Regions from separate parts of the Oryzias latipes genome. Here region 2 is linked to region 1. The links are chromatin contacts, called in public Hi-C maps. All regions are on one chromosome and are shown on one strand. The core of a region is the stretch at or near the end of the contact, and the rest is flanking DNA. Distances in the headings are between cores, read along the strand shown.

Evidence for each region. Hi-C and Micro-C count contacts between places; a contact is called where the count stands out from the background.
Region 2: a contact with region 1 is called in a Hi-C map of embryo, with 2.7 times the contacts expected there. The contact joins the promoter of LOC101169064 here to the promoter of rab42 in region 1. A contact is called at or near these places in 4 of 5 Hi-C or Micro-C datasets (embryo, fibroblasts and gastrula embryo).

What each region holds. Positions count from the first base shown.
Region 1 is chr16:22,548,542-22,554,797 of ASM223467v1, reverse strand. It overlaps rab42 (ras-related protein Rab-42), which reads left to right and starts at 4,145. Exons shown (of 3, transcript XM_004078281.4): 1 at 4,145-5,487; 2 at 5,671-5,893. The coding sequence starts at 5,676. LOC101165095 (CTP synthase 1) reads left to right here. Exons shown (of 18, transcript XM_004078267.4): 12 at 1,142-1,204; 13 at 1,305-1,348; 14 at 1,426-1,522; 15 at 1,615-1,670; 16 at 2,415-2,511; 17 at 2,590-2,734; 18 at 3,397-3,631. The coding sequence ends at 3,475.
Region 2 is chr16:22,757,105-22,762,783 of ASM223467v1, reverse strand. LOC101169064 (forkhead box protein O6) reads left to right here and starts at 2,750. Exons shown (of 4, transcript XM_023964250.1): 1 at 2,750-3,016; 2 at 3,117-4,227. The coding sequence starts at 3,739.

The sequences.
Region 1 (6,256 bases), core at 2,896-5,395:
CCGCAGCTCTAGGGGTACAAACAACCGAACTCAGAACCGGGTCTAAAAGTGTGTGTCTGAGCACAGCTCGGATCGTCAGCACACACAGCGGTTTGAGCTTCAAAGCAGAAATGTCGCTCAGTCCTTAGAAAAAATTCAATCAATCACGCGCATTTGTGTTTGTTATTCTTACATGTTTACGTGCAGCCAGCAAGCAGCACCACCCAAAGCTAATGTTGTTAGCCCGTGTTAGCATACTGCTAATCCTGGCTTCGTTCAGAAAAAGCTCTGACCACACGGATTAAAATTCAAATGATGAGCGAACAGGTGTTTCATAATAACCGTAACATTATTAAAATCAGGTTTAGAAGATCATCTCGTATTTTACCGAGCTGACATGTCAATGTATATAGCCGCTCGGCGCTGTTTAACATTGTTTTGTATTGAATTGTTACATTCAATAAAGTTTGAAAAAAAAAAAGCCGCTCGGCGGAACTTATATCCTCTTCCGGTTTTTCAAACCCCACTGCGCATGTGCGAATGATTTATTACTACCGAAAGTGTGACCTTAGTGAACGTTTGTTATATTCTGAAAACATTTTTCTGTGCCCATGTACACGGTTGGATTCTAATCCGACCATTGATCCCATCAAGATATTTTGTACATGTAACCGCGGCTTATGATGTCGACGCGCAACGTGGCGGGGTCGTGGCATCACGATGGTGGTCTCTCCATCGGGATGTCACTCACCCATCACGATGGACGATGGTATCGTCCATCGGCACAACCCTAGATCAGAACACTAATTCCAGATCCTTGCAACAAATATCAATTGCTTCTGTAAGCAAGTTAAATGAAAACAAATGTTTTAATTATTTAATTGTATTTATAGTTTCTAAATTGGACTAGTAAGGTTTTCTAATTGAATAGTTTTTGTTTATTCTTCATTTAGACATGAATCTCTTGTGAAAAGTGTTTTTCTATTGAAATTCTTCTGTAATCAGGGAAGAGGATTGCTTGTTACTCCTAACGGCATCCATCTGATACGAGGAAAAAGTTGTTTTTTTGACGGTATCCATACAAACACCGTTCTGTTAGTCCGTAGTCCTGAAAGTGCTTTGTGTCGTATCTTTTCATAAGCGCTGCTCTTGTTGTGTGCAGGGGTATGTTTGGGCATGCAGCTGGCGGTGTGCGAGTTTGCCCGCAACGTTCTGGAATGGAAGGGTAATTGTGCTTTTCCAACGGAGCTTCTGCATGAGAAAAAAAACACAGTCCCAGGCCATTTCTATTTAAGATGAGACAAGTATTCGCTTTTCTTTTGCAGATGCAAACTCCACAGAATTCAACCCAGAAACTGAACACCCCGTGGTAAGTTTCATTTTTCGTTCCCATGCTCTTATTGTTTTACATTAGTAGAGAAGCATGACTTTCATTTTTTTAAACAGGTGATTGACATGCCAGAGCACAACCCTGGGCAGATGGGTGGGACTATGAGATTGGGAAAAAGGCGGACCATTTTCAAATCCAGCAGCAGCGTACTGAGTGTGTATCCGAATTTAGGAAGGAGTGCTGCTGGTTTTTTGTTTTTTTTTACCTTCATTTAAGTCTCTGTTCTGGCTAACTTGTTGTTGCAGGGAAGCTCTATGGAGATGTTGAATATGTTGAAGAAAGGCACAGACACAGATTTGAGGTATTTTTTAATCTGGTTGTACAACATGTTTTATGTATTATTGTAGAAAAATGTTTTTTATATTATGAACATAATGTTACAAGGATTGGGTTTAAAAATCTTAATTACTTAATGAACTTAGAAAAGGCTATCACTTTATCAAATCCATACATCAGTTTCCCTTAAAATAATTTAAGTTGCACTTTTTAAGGCAGAAAATTGCTTTTGATTAGTTTTTATTGTAAAATAAATGATTCAAAAATTCCACCTTTGTGCTGTTTTTGTCACGTTATGTGAAAAGTGTTTTTCATAGCTGAAAAAAGGTCAGTTTAGAATGTAGAATTTGAAAATCAAACCGCTTTTCATCTCACAAACCAGAAATGTTCAGTAATCGAGGGAATTATTTTGGCAGTGACACGCAGCCCTGCTTGTTGCAGAGGTGCTCCAATAAAACTGCACTTATAGGAAAAGAAGTATGGCTGTTATGTTGCAAAAATCCCTGGACTTAAATTTCTGGATAACTGGAAGATATAAAACATTCTACTCGAAGCAAGATTGTCTGGTGATTTGTTAGTAAAAAATAAAAGGAGGCGGTTTAAAAAAGTGAAAGTAAATGTATGGCTATGAAACAACTTAAAGCCTTTATAGTTAGGATCTTAAAGAATGAAGATCACAGGTTTATAATGCTAAATGTGATCTGATATGTGTGGTAATGACCGCTGAAGCCGTAAAAGTGATTTCATTGGATTTTGAATCTCATTTTAGGTGAATCCTGAGCTGAAGCATCACTTTGAGAGAAAAGGACTCCAGTTTGTTGGTCAAGACATCGAAGGGGAGAGAATGGAGATCATAGAGCTGAAAGGTGAGCGGCCTCCTAAAACCAGCACACAAATCTGAAAGCGTGTGGCTTTAAAGGAAACGGATGATGTGTTTGTTTCAGATCACTGTTACTTTGTGGGAGTTCAGTATCACCCAGAGTTCACCTCCAGGCCCATAAAGCCTTCTCCTCCGTACTTTGGTCTTCTTCTGGCTGCTGCAGGGAAACTCCAGAGCTACTTGGCTAAAGGTTGTCGCCTTTCTCCAAGGTAAACATCTGGATCAGTCAGCTATCAACCACAAATAAATGTATTGATGCACACTTAAGGAGGAAAAGTGGAAAAGGTTCAGATTTGTGCTCGAGTACAAATGAATAGGCATCCCAAAAAGTCAACTATTCCATCCAAGGAGATTAGAGCAAAGTAAACATGAGAGCATGAAATCTAACAGACAGTTCTGTCATTTACTCAGTCATGGGGGACAAATCCAAAGCACTTCTATAGCACTTCTATAGACAACAATAATTGGAAAAGAGCAGTCTGTTGAAATCGAACAGTTGCTTAAATTTGAAACTGCTAATGCAATTTCCAGCTGCCAACAAAGTGGTTAACATTATTGTTTAATTTGAACTAAAATATAGGTTATTTGAGGTTGCTATGTGTGCTATTATCACTTGTCTCCAAAGTATTTATATCTAAGCAGAGGCCTAACAGATGACAGGATGTCAGACTGGGGTGCATTTTTACACACAGCGGTGCAGTAAACAGGCACTGACAACAAAAGCCTTCAACCTTAAACTCAAATGATGGTCTTCAGCTGAATGAACAAAAACCGTTTTTGAGATCCACTGAGGGCAAACTGGTGTGCCTGAGTTATTTTGCTTTAGATTACAGTGAAGTTCTCATTTTGATCTATTTATTTCCAATTTCAGGGACACTTACAGCGATCGCAGCAGCAGCAGCAGCTCTCCTGACATGGACGTATTTGAGTTAAAGTATTCCTCTTTGTAACGGTGTCACTTTTTTTAGTTAAAGTTAAACGTTCTTCAACTTATAGTAACATTTCTACTAGATTGTTTTGAAAGGAAATTGTAAATTGTGTTTTTACCTTTTTATACTAAAACATTAGGCTTTCACAAACCTAATAAAAAGATTACACTAACTGTTGAAATGGGCATTTTTTGGAAAAAGGCATGAATAATGAATGCATCATGAAAGACCAACTCTGATGAAAAGTGTGTCTTTAACAGTATTTTGTAGCATTTTTCATATGATGGAGGCCATGTATAAAGAAAATCAAGCCCAAAGTTGCATTTCTGAGTATTTCTTTATTCAAATTGTGAATCAGGAGCAGACAAAAGAATGCCACTGGAAAAAGATTATATTTGTTATGTAGAACCCCCCCCCCTTCAATTCTGATGCATCCACTTCCAGACAAATAGACCCATGTATGTCTCTGTTTTCCTCGTCTGAGCTGGAATCTGGCTCAAAACTGTACCGCTAGATAGCTCCAATGTTGCTCGCCATTTTGGTTGCACCAGTATAGTTAGGTTGGGGGTGTTAGGGGCTGCAAGGTTGAGGGAGAGTGCATAAACAGAGAGCTCTCCATTATAGATGATGGGAAAGGGGGGGCGGGCGGGGTTGCCCGCAACTTGGCGGCGAATTTCTAACCAACTACCGTACTGCAGAAAACGATAGATTTTTAGATTTTGGCTAAAAACAGCATAATCATAATTTAAAGTCCACTTTGAACGCTTGTACAATAAATGAAAAGATGGTTGGTGAGGGACTTTAAGAAAACACAAGTTAAAATATTTCAACACGAGTGTAACAGCGCTTTGAGTGAGCTTTAATTTCTGTTATGATGACTGATCTGTGTTACTGTCACGCTAATGGAGCATTTTTCATGAAATCACTTCTGTCTTCATAAAGGTCCTTAGAATTCCCTCAATTTGTTCCCTATAACACCGGATTGGGACACAGCCAACCTTGTGACCTCTGCTTCGTACCAGCAAATGTTATTCATAATCCTTTGACATTAGATATTGTCAACCTCCTGAGAAAACTGGTGATGCAAAGTCATCTGACAATCCAGCCAACTTGAAATGACCATTGAGTCAACAACTGGGGCAGATAGGCAAACAGTTTGGCGTCTGCAAACTAATATTGCAAAAGGGAAACAGTTATCCCTAAAGTTTAAAAGCTATCAAATATCCAAACAGCATTATATTTCTGTCTACTTTCATAATTCCACAAAAGCAATAAAAGAGGATTTCTTTATTATCCTAGAAGCTGGATGAAAGATTCACTTGAGGAGATTTGACCATGGTAGTGGTAATATTTGAAATTTTCCTGCAACAATATTGTCTAAAGATCTGTTTCATTTCTAAAAATACACAAGAATACACAAACGAAGCCTCCCATAGCAGACTTGTGTGTTTACATCCGGAGTATTTCCCAGGGAATTCAAGGAGAATTTCTTATCAACTTCCCCTTGTGGGCAACAATGTCCCCTCCAGAGATAGTCATAAAGTTATGACAGGCCTCATTTCTAAGTTTAGCTAGAATTTTCAGAATACATGTGACAGCAGGAAACTACTTTTGCCTTGATATTTTATGTGTTGCAACCACTTCCTGATGAGCGTCCCTCCCACATCAGTCCCTCCTTTTCCACAACAGCCCTCCCTTTGTCCCTTGTGTCCTGGCCCCTCCTTTTGTCAAGTCTCCACAGGCAAACATTAGCAAGTCCACGCCCCTGCACAGCAGCACTCCCACACATGCTTACAGTAGCAGTTATGATCAGCTGCTCGGACCTGTGGGGAAGCTGGAATCTAGTCTGGGACACATTTTTCCACACACCTGCTTGTGAGAAGGAATTGATAAGTCATACCAGATGAAACTGAGAAACATGCTCTTCTGGGTCAAACCCGTAGCTCTCTGACATGACTCTGACCACAGACTACCACTGGAAGATTAACGGGGAGTGGCTGTTAAATTGTTTCACAATATCTGCAGCATCAGAGGTAAGGAGTCGGCGGATGGGGAAGCGGATTATTTACAGGGTCCATCTCCTTTTGGTTTTCCTGTTCCAACAATCTTATCTTTGATCTTTTCCAATCTTCCTCATATTTTCTTCTCCTTGTGCTTCTATATCCTAAAGTTCCTTGTTTTTATCTCGTTTTTTTTTTTATTTTTTGCGCCCCCAGCGACAATGGACCTGACTTTGTGGCAGTACCAGTTCAGGATCATCATGCTGGGGGACTCCACCGTAGGGAAGTCCTCTCTGCTGAAGCGCTACACTGAGGACTTGTTCCTGGAGTCCATCAACCAAACTGTAGGTGTGGACTTCTATGTCAGCTTCCTGGAGGTGGAGCCGGGGGTCCGTGTCAAACTGCAGTTTTGGGACACAGCTGGGCAGGAGAGGTTCAGGTGAGCCCCTCTACCAAGGTGTCTGCCTTGGAAATTCCCAAACGTTGTCCTTTACAAAGACATTTAAACGGATCACAGAAACACCTTTTGACATGGTAACCCCATCTACGACCTTAGGTGTGCCTCCATAAACTCCTGTTTGTTGCATTCCTCTTTTCTCTTCATCAGTTTGCCTGCAGCTTCAACTCTATACTCACCCTCTGAAGATCAATGGTTCATAAATGCAGCCTTTGCAGTTTGCTGACAGTCTGCATATTAAATGACACCTAATGTTTAATTCTGCCACTCCGTTCATTATTTCAGTTGTCCGGTTGAATGAACTGTGGCAGACTGCAAACTGTTTACCTCAGCTCCATTTTCCAT
Region 2 (5,679 bases), core at 1,501-4,000, 210 kb before region 1:
GCAGATGCCAAGATGCCGTAGAAAGTTGGCAGTTGCTCCAGGGAGGAAGTCTTTAAGTCAGATTTCTTTGGGCCAATGCCACAGAGGGGCTGAAATCAAGCTTCACCTCCAGAGTCCATTGTTGCGAAAGCGAAGAATTGAGCCTTCTTCCTGTGTAATTGGGAACCCTTGGTCTTGTTAGACAGCGTGGGTTGTGCGCTGGGAGGGGAGGAGCTTTTGCAGGCAGACATCCTTTCCCAAGGGTGTCCTTGTGGTTTCTCAGGATACTTTAGAAGACAATGGCTCACAGAGACACATTTGAAAGAATATTAAGTTTGTGACCAAAGGAATCAGGATGGGCCTTACAAAAAAAAAGCCCCTGTTCTTTGAACAAGATTCCAACACAATTTGACACCCTCCAACTTGACGAAATGCAAAGCTGTGACTTGTTCATGTGGTGATCTGCCTCCCTTGTGGCTCACAGAGATGATCATTGCTATGCACAACATGCTGTTCCAGGGTCAGCCACTCAGAGCTTGAAGCCAGCTACGCTGCCTGTGGAATGTCTGGTATGGGGGACAACGTCAGAGTCAGCCCAGAGGGGACCGAGCGCCTCACCCTTCCTCCCCTCTGTCTGGTTCCTCTCCAATCCCAGCAGTTTTGTTTCTCTTGACATTCAGTCCTGCTGTGAGACTCTGGGTCTGCCTGTTTGCCTGCTTGATAGTCATTTGGTTTTCTTTCACTTCCTGTGTAATCAAGGCGCATTGTGTAATCTGAAGTGTCACCAAAATTATGGCTTTCATAAGTGTTGCTTGTGAGGCATCTCAAGCAAAACCTTGTGTAAAAGTCTAGAAGCTGGAAAAGGCGTATCTGCCTCCGGGCTTGTTTTGATTTTTAATCTAGGGTGGCTGTGATTGAAATATAGCAAATGATTTCCCCGTAATCATGTCTATAATGAACAATATTATTTAGTTGTATTTAAATAAGTAAACTAATAGCTAGTTTGCATTTTAATCTTGTGATTTGGGTGGGACACAGCATGAAATTCTTCTGTGACACACAGGATGACGCATCCTCCCTAAAACTGTATGGTTTTGGAGGAGTTTCTCAACATGGTTCATGTCGGAGTTTGCAGCGTGGTGGTCTTATGCAATTTGAAAGCTTTCAGGCATGCACACTTGTATGCGTGGAAAGGGTGCTGTTCTCTGCCCGTTTACCTCCTTGCATTCTCAGGAAGTGCCTTTTGCGCTTGCTTGAGGGTGGTGAGGAGCAACTCATTATTCAGCTGTTGAATATTATGATGGGAACTCACAAGTCAAACCGAGAAAATTGTTGGAATACTTTAAGTCCCACTTCAATGATCTATTTTAGATCTATTTTAAAAGTGTTACCAGTGGTCTTTTAATGAGGATTGTGCTGTTTTCAGCCAAAAAAAAAAGAAAAAAAAGAAGTCATTTTGTAGGACATAGTTTCTGCTCAGGGACATTTGTTCATTAGAAATTCATCTCTGAGTGCAGGCTGGACTGTTGGCACGGAGTAAACCTACCCTCATTTCCAATCATACTTTTGTTTACATGCTCTTCCACTAGCTTACAGCCCATACCAGCCCCAACTTAATATCAGTGATGCAACAAAAATGGCAAGCAACATTGGAGCTATCCATCCGTACAGGTTTGAGCCAGATGCCAACTCAGACGAGGAAACCAAGATGTACATGGATCGATTTGTCTGGATGCACCAGAATGGAGTGGAGCAGCTTGTGGCTTTCTGATTGCAGTTTTTTTTTTTCATAAATGGCATTTTTCGTTCTGCTCCTGATTCACAATGATTTGAATACAGAAATACTCAGAAATGCTATTTTAAGCTTAATTTTTTTACATGTCCTCCATAATTACAAAAATTCCACAAGAACTTGTTATAAAAACAACACAATGTTCAGGGGAATGTTTTGCAGATTTCAGACCAACTTAAGAAAATCTTTTAAAAATATAAAATATTTAATTGTTGAAAATATTAGATAAGGGTGAGTGTACACATTTTACATTAAAAGGTCCAAAAAAGGCTCGCACTGGAAATACACAAGCAATTGGGCAAAATCCAATGTGACATTCTGCCCGCCCACCTGTCAGATTTTCGTAAAAGGTCGGAATCTCCCCCTCTTTCCTGAACAGACCCATGCAGCAGCAGATTTACGCACAAGCGTTTGACCACAAACTCAAACCCATGAATGCACAAGGAGTCTACCGGCTGCAACAAACACGATTTCAGATGATATGCTAGTCTTTTTTTCACCCACCCCCCACCTCCCTTTCTCTCTCACTACTTTGTGGAAGAGCAGGGATGATTACGCGTCCTCTATCCTCCGAAAAGCCCCACTTCAACCCACTCCTCTCAGATTAAAATCTTGGTTTACCTAATCTCCGTTGATCTAATCTGATCTAAATCTGTCTAATCGGTACAGTAAATTACACTCACTAAGGTATTACCCGCAAATAATAAGAGGAGGTGAAACTGTCTGGGTGCCGGAACTTCTCCCTGGAGGGCAGTTTGCACGCGCAGTACACGCGGGACAAATTGTTACGCGCCTTTTTTGCGTTTGGAGATGGTGCGGGATCTTATTTATTTATTTATTAGCGTCATATCACGTGAAGCTTGGCACACAAAGAACCTGCATGTGCTCCGCTTTGCATAATAAAAACACAAAAACACCGAGTTCTGATTAAGATTTGGGGGGTTTATATGACACCTTTGTTCGTATAGACGGCGCAAAAAAGAGGGGGAGAGGTAGAGAGACGCACGTATAAATAGGGAGAGAGAGGGGGAGAGGGAGGGAGACAGTCCGGGATTTCGTTGTAATCATGTTCGGAGAGTATTGATTTCGTGCGCGCGCTCCAATTGGCAGCATCTCTACTATACAGCGCCGGCGCGTCATCCTCGGCTCCCATCGAAAAGAGCGAGTTGTAGGCAAATGACAGCATGTGCGGCATCTGAGAGAGTGAGAAAGGCGAGGAGGTGACAGGAGGGACCAACAGGACGCGTGAGAACACGCACACTTAAAAAAAATCCTTCTGACAACTGGATACGACATTTGAACGCCGTTTTTTTTCTTTCTTTTTCTAATCATTTTTTCTATCCAGACAGGGAAATGATCGATTCGTCACAAGCGCACGCCTCTCCGTGATAATTGCAGACAGTTGGGTGCTGTTCAGGCTGAATGGACTTGAATGTGTCGCTGCCAGCCTAATCCAGGCAGACTGGAAGATTTAATAATTCACGGTAATCACGCATTATCGCCTCAGTGGATGCTCTTTGCACAGCTCTACAGATTTTCCTTTCTTCTTTGCTTCATTCTTCTTGTAGTCCTGTGGAGGATTTATCGACGGCTGCTTGGCTCCTTATCTGAAATATCATCTGTTGCTGCAAGTGGATAGAACCCCCCCCCCCCCTCCTATGACTGACTCAGACACGTTTGAGATTTAGTGCGTAAAGGTGATATGGACTGTTAATTAAACCGGATTTTATTTTTTATGAAATTCACCTGTAGTCAAAAATGGACAAGAATTTGTTATTACTTTTATTACTTCTATCTCTTCATGCAAGGCAGTGATTTTCTTGGATTCATGATGATTGTTTTACTCCCTTGAAACGGCACAGATTCTGACTTAAAAAGGCATATTTCAAGGATTTTTTTACGACAAGAGGAGACGAAGGCAGTTTCTCTTCTTGCCTTTCCTTTTGATTTATTCCATTTCCGACTAAATGTTGATGATGGAGGACGAAGAATTAGACGCTCATCAGGTTGACTCGGATTTTGAGCCGCAAAGCCGGCCTCGCTCCTGCACCTGGCCGCTGCCTTGCCTGGAGGATTTCCCCACTGGACACGAGGTGAGCGGAGGACTTCAGCTGGCCAACATCAAGGTGGAACCGGAAGACGTGCCGGCGTGCAGAGCCGGGCTCGTTGGCGGAACGCCCGGAGAACTGAAGCATCCAGCCGGCGCACCGGCACCCACAGGCGGGACGCACCCATGCCTGGCTGGCGCGGCGCTCGACGTGACCGGATCCTTGCGCAAAGCCAAATCCTCGCGGCGGAACGCGTGGGGGAACCAATCCTACGCGGATCTCATTACGCGCGCCATTGAGAGCACTCCAGAAAAAAGGCTGACGCTGTCACAGATATATGACTGGATGGTCCGTTATGTGCCCTATTTCAAGGATAAGGGTGACAGCAACAGTTCAGCTGGCTGGAAGGTAAGAAACTGAACCCTACAAGCCAGAGTGGGGAGCTCTGACGCCTTAATCCCTTTAATATCATATGGCTATTAACAAAGTCAAAATAATTCCTTCCCCACGTGTGCCCTTACATGTTACCAGGGGGTTCAGCTCAGCTGGGCATGAATGGCGTCTCCGTTCATTACAGCTGTCAATCCTGTTATGTCAATGATGACAGAAAGTGTACCCAAAACCCTTTTAGTTCTGCCCTTCTTCATCCAAGCAGCACAAAGCCCAACAAATAGTCCATGAATTCCCCTCAGTTCCTTGTGTTTAGTTATTTCCATCCCAATTCAGTGTTTCAGATTTATGGAGAGGGCACTACACATTTCTCATTATCTGTTTGAGGAGAATCAATGGGGTGACACTTGTGGGAGAGCAGGTCAGCTTTCCACAGTGTAAAGTATTCACTGCCCTGTTCACATATGACCACAAGTCCACTACTGCTGTCTGTCTGGCTGAAAGCCTAACCTCCTGGACATCAGCCCATGTTATCAGCCCTTGCTCCCAGCCTCATCTTGTTTCTATTCATTATAGCCATCTGAGGGCAGTGGGATCAGCAGGGCAACATTGCTTGTCCTGATGGTGTAACTTTACTAAGACTGGGTTTTAACCTTAACTGTCATTTATTTATTTATGCATCACAAAGAAGGTAAGATGTGTGATTTGAATGCAATAGTTTGGGCTCTAACTTCTGCACTGGATCTGCAGAGATTCTTTTCCAGCTTTACCTGTCTTCCAGCACAATGGCGTTCCTGTAAAACTGATATCTCGCTGTTTTAACAGCAAAGATCTGTGAAGCTCACGGTACAAACGGCTCACATTTCTTCCAGCATAATTAATCAAACCTAATCTGATGGGTTTCATTTAAGATAAAAAAAAATAGTTGTTTCTCTAGGTCTTTGTCTAAACCTGTTGCTGCAGTTGCGAAACATAAACTCTGTCACCTGTTGTCTCTTCTTTTAGCCTCGGAGTTAATCACATGGCACCTAAGCAACCTGTCCTATTAAACTGAGCTGACTGCTAAGGTGTGTCTCCAGGTACACATTGTTTCATTAGCTCTGCACTTGCACCAGCGACTCCCAACCACAAGACATCTTTACTTAAAGACCAAAAGTCCTAGTCGGCTATTTATGAAACTGAAAATTAGAGGGGTTTATGGGGCGTCTGAGGTCCCTGGCTATTTCAGGCCTCAGGCGAGACATGAGGCCCATTCTAAGTAATGACGGGGGATTAGGTAAGACTTTTAAAGCAGGCATCCTTAATGTCAGTAACAGCCCTGACCTGATTTTTGGTTCGAGACATTGCGGTAATGTAAACAAACAGAGTTGCATGTGTTCCATGTTCACAGGAAGCAACCAAACGTGGAAAATAGGCTCAGTCCACAGCAGACATACATGTGCTAGAAAAACCATCAGTGTTGCTGCACAC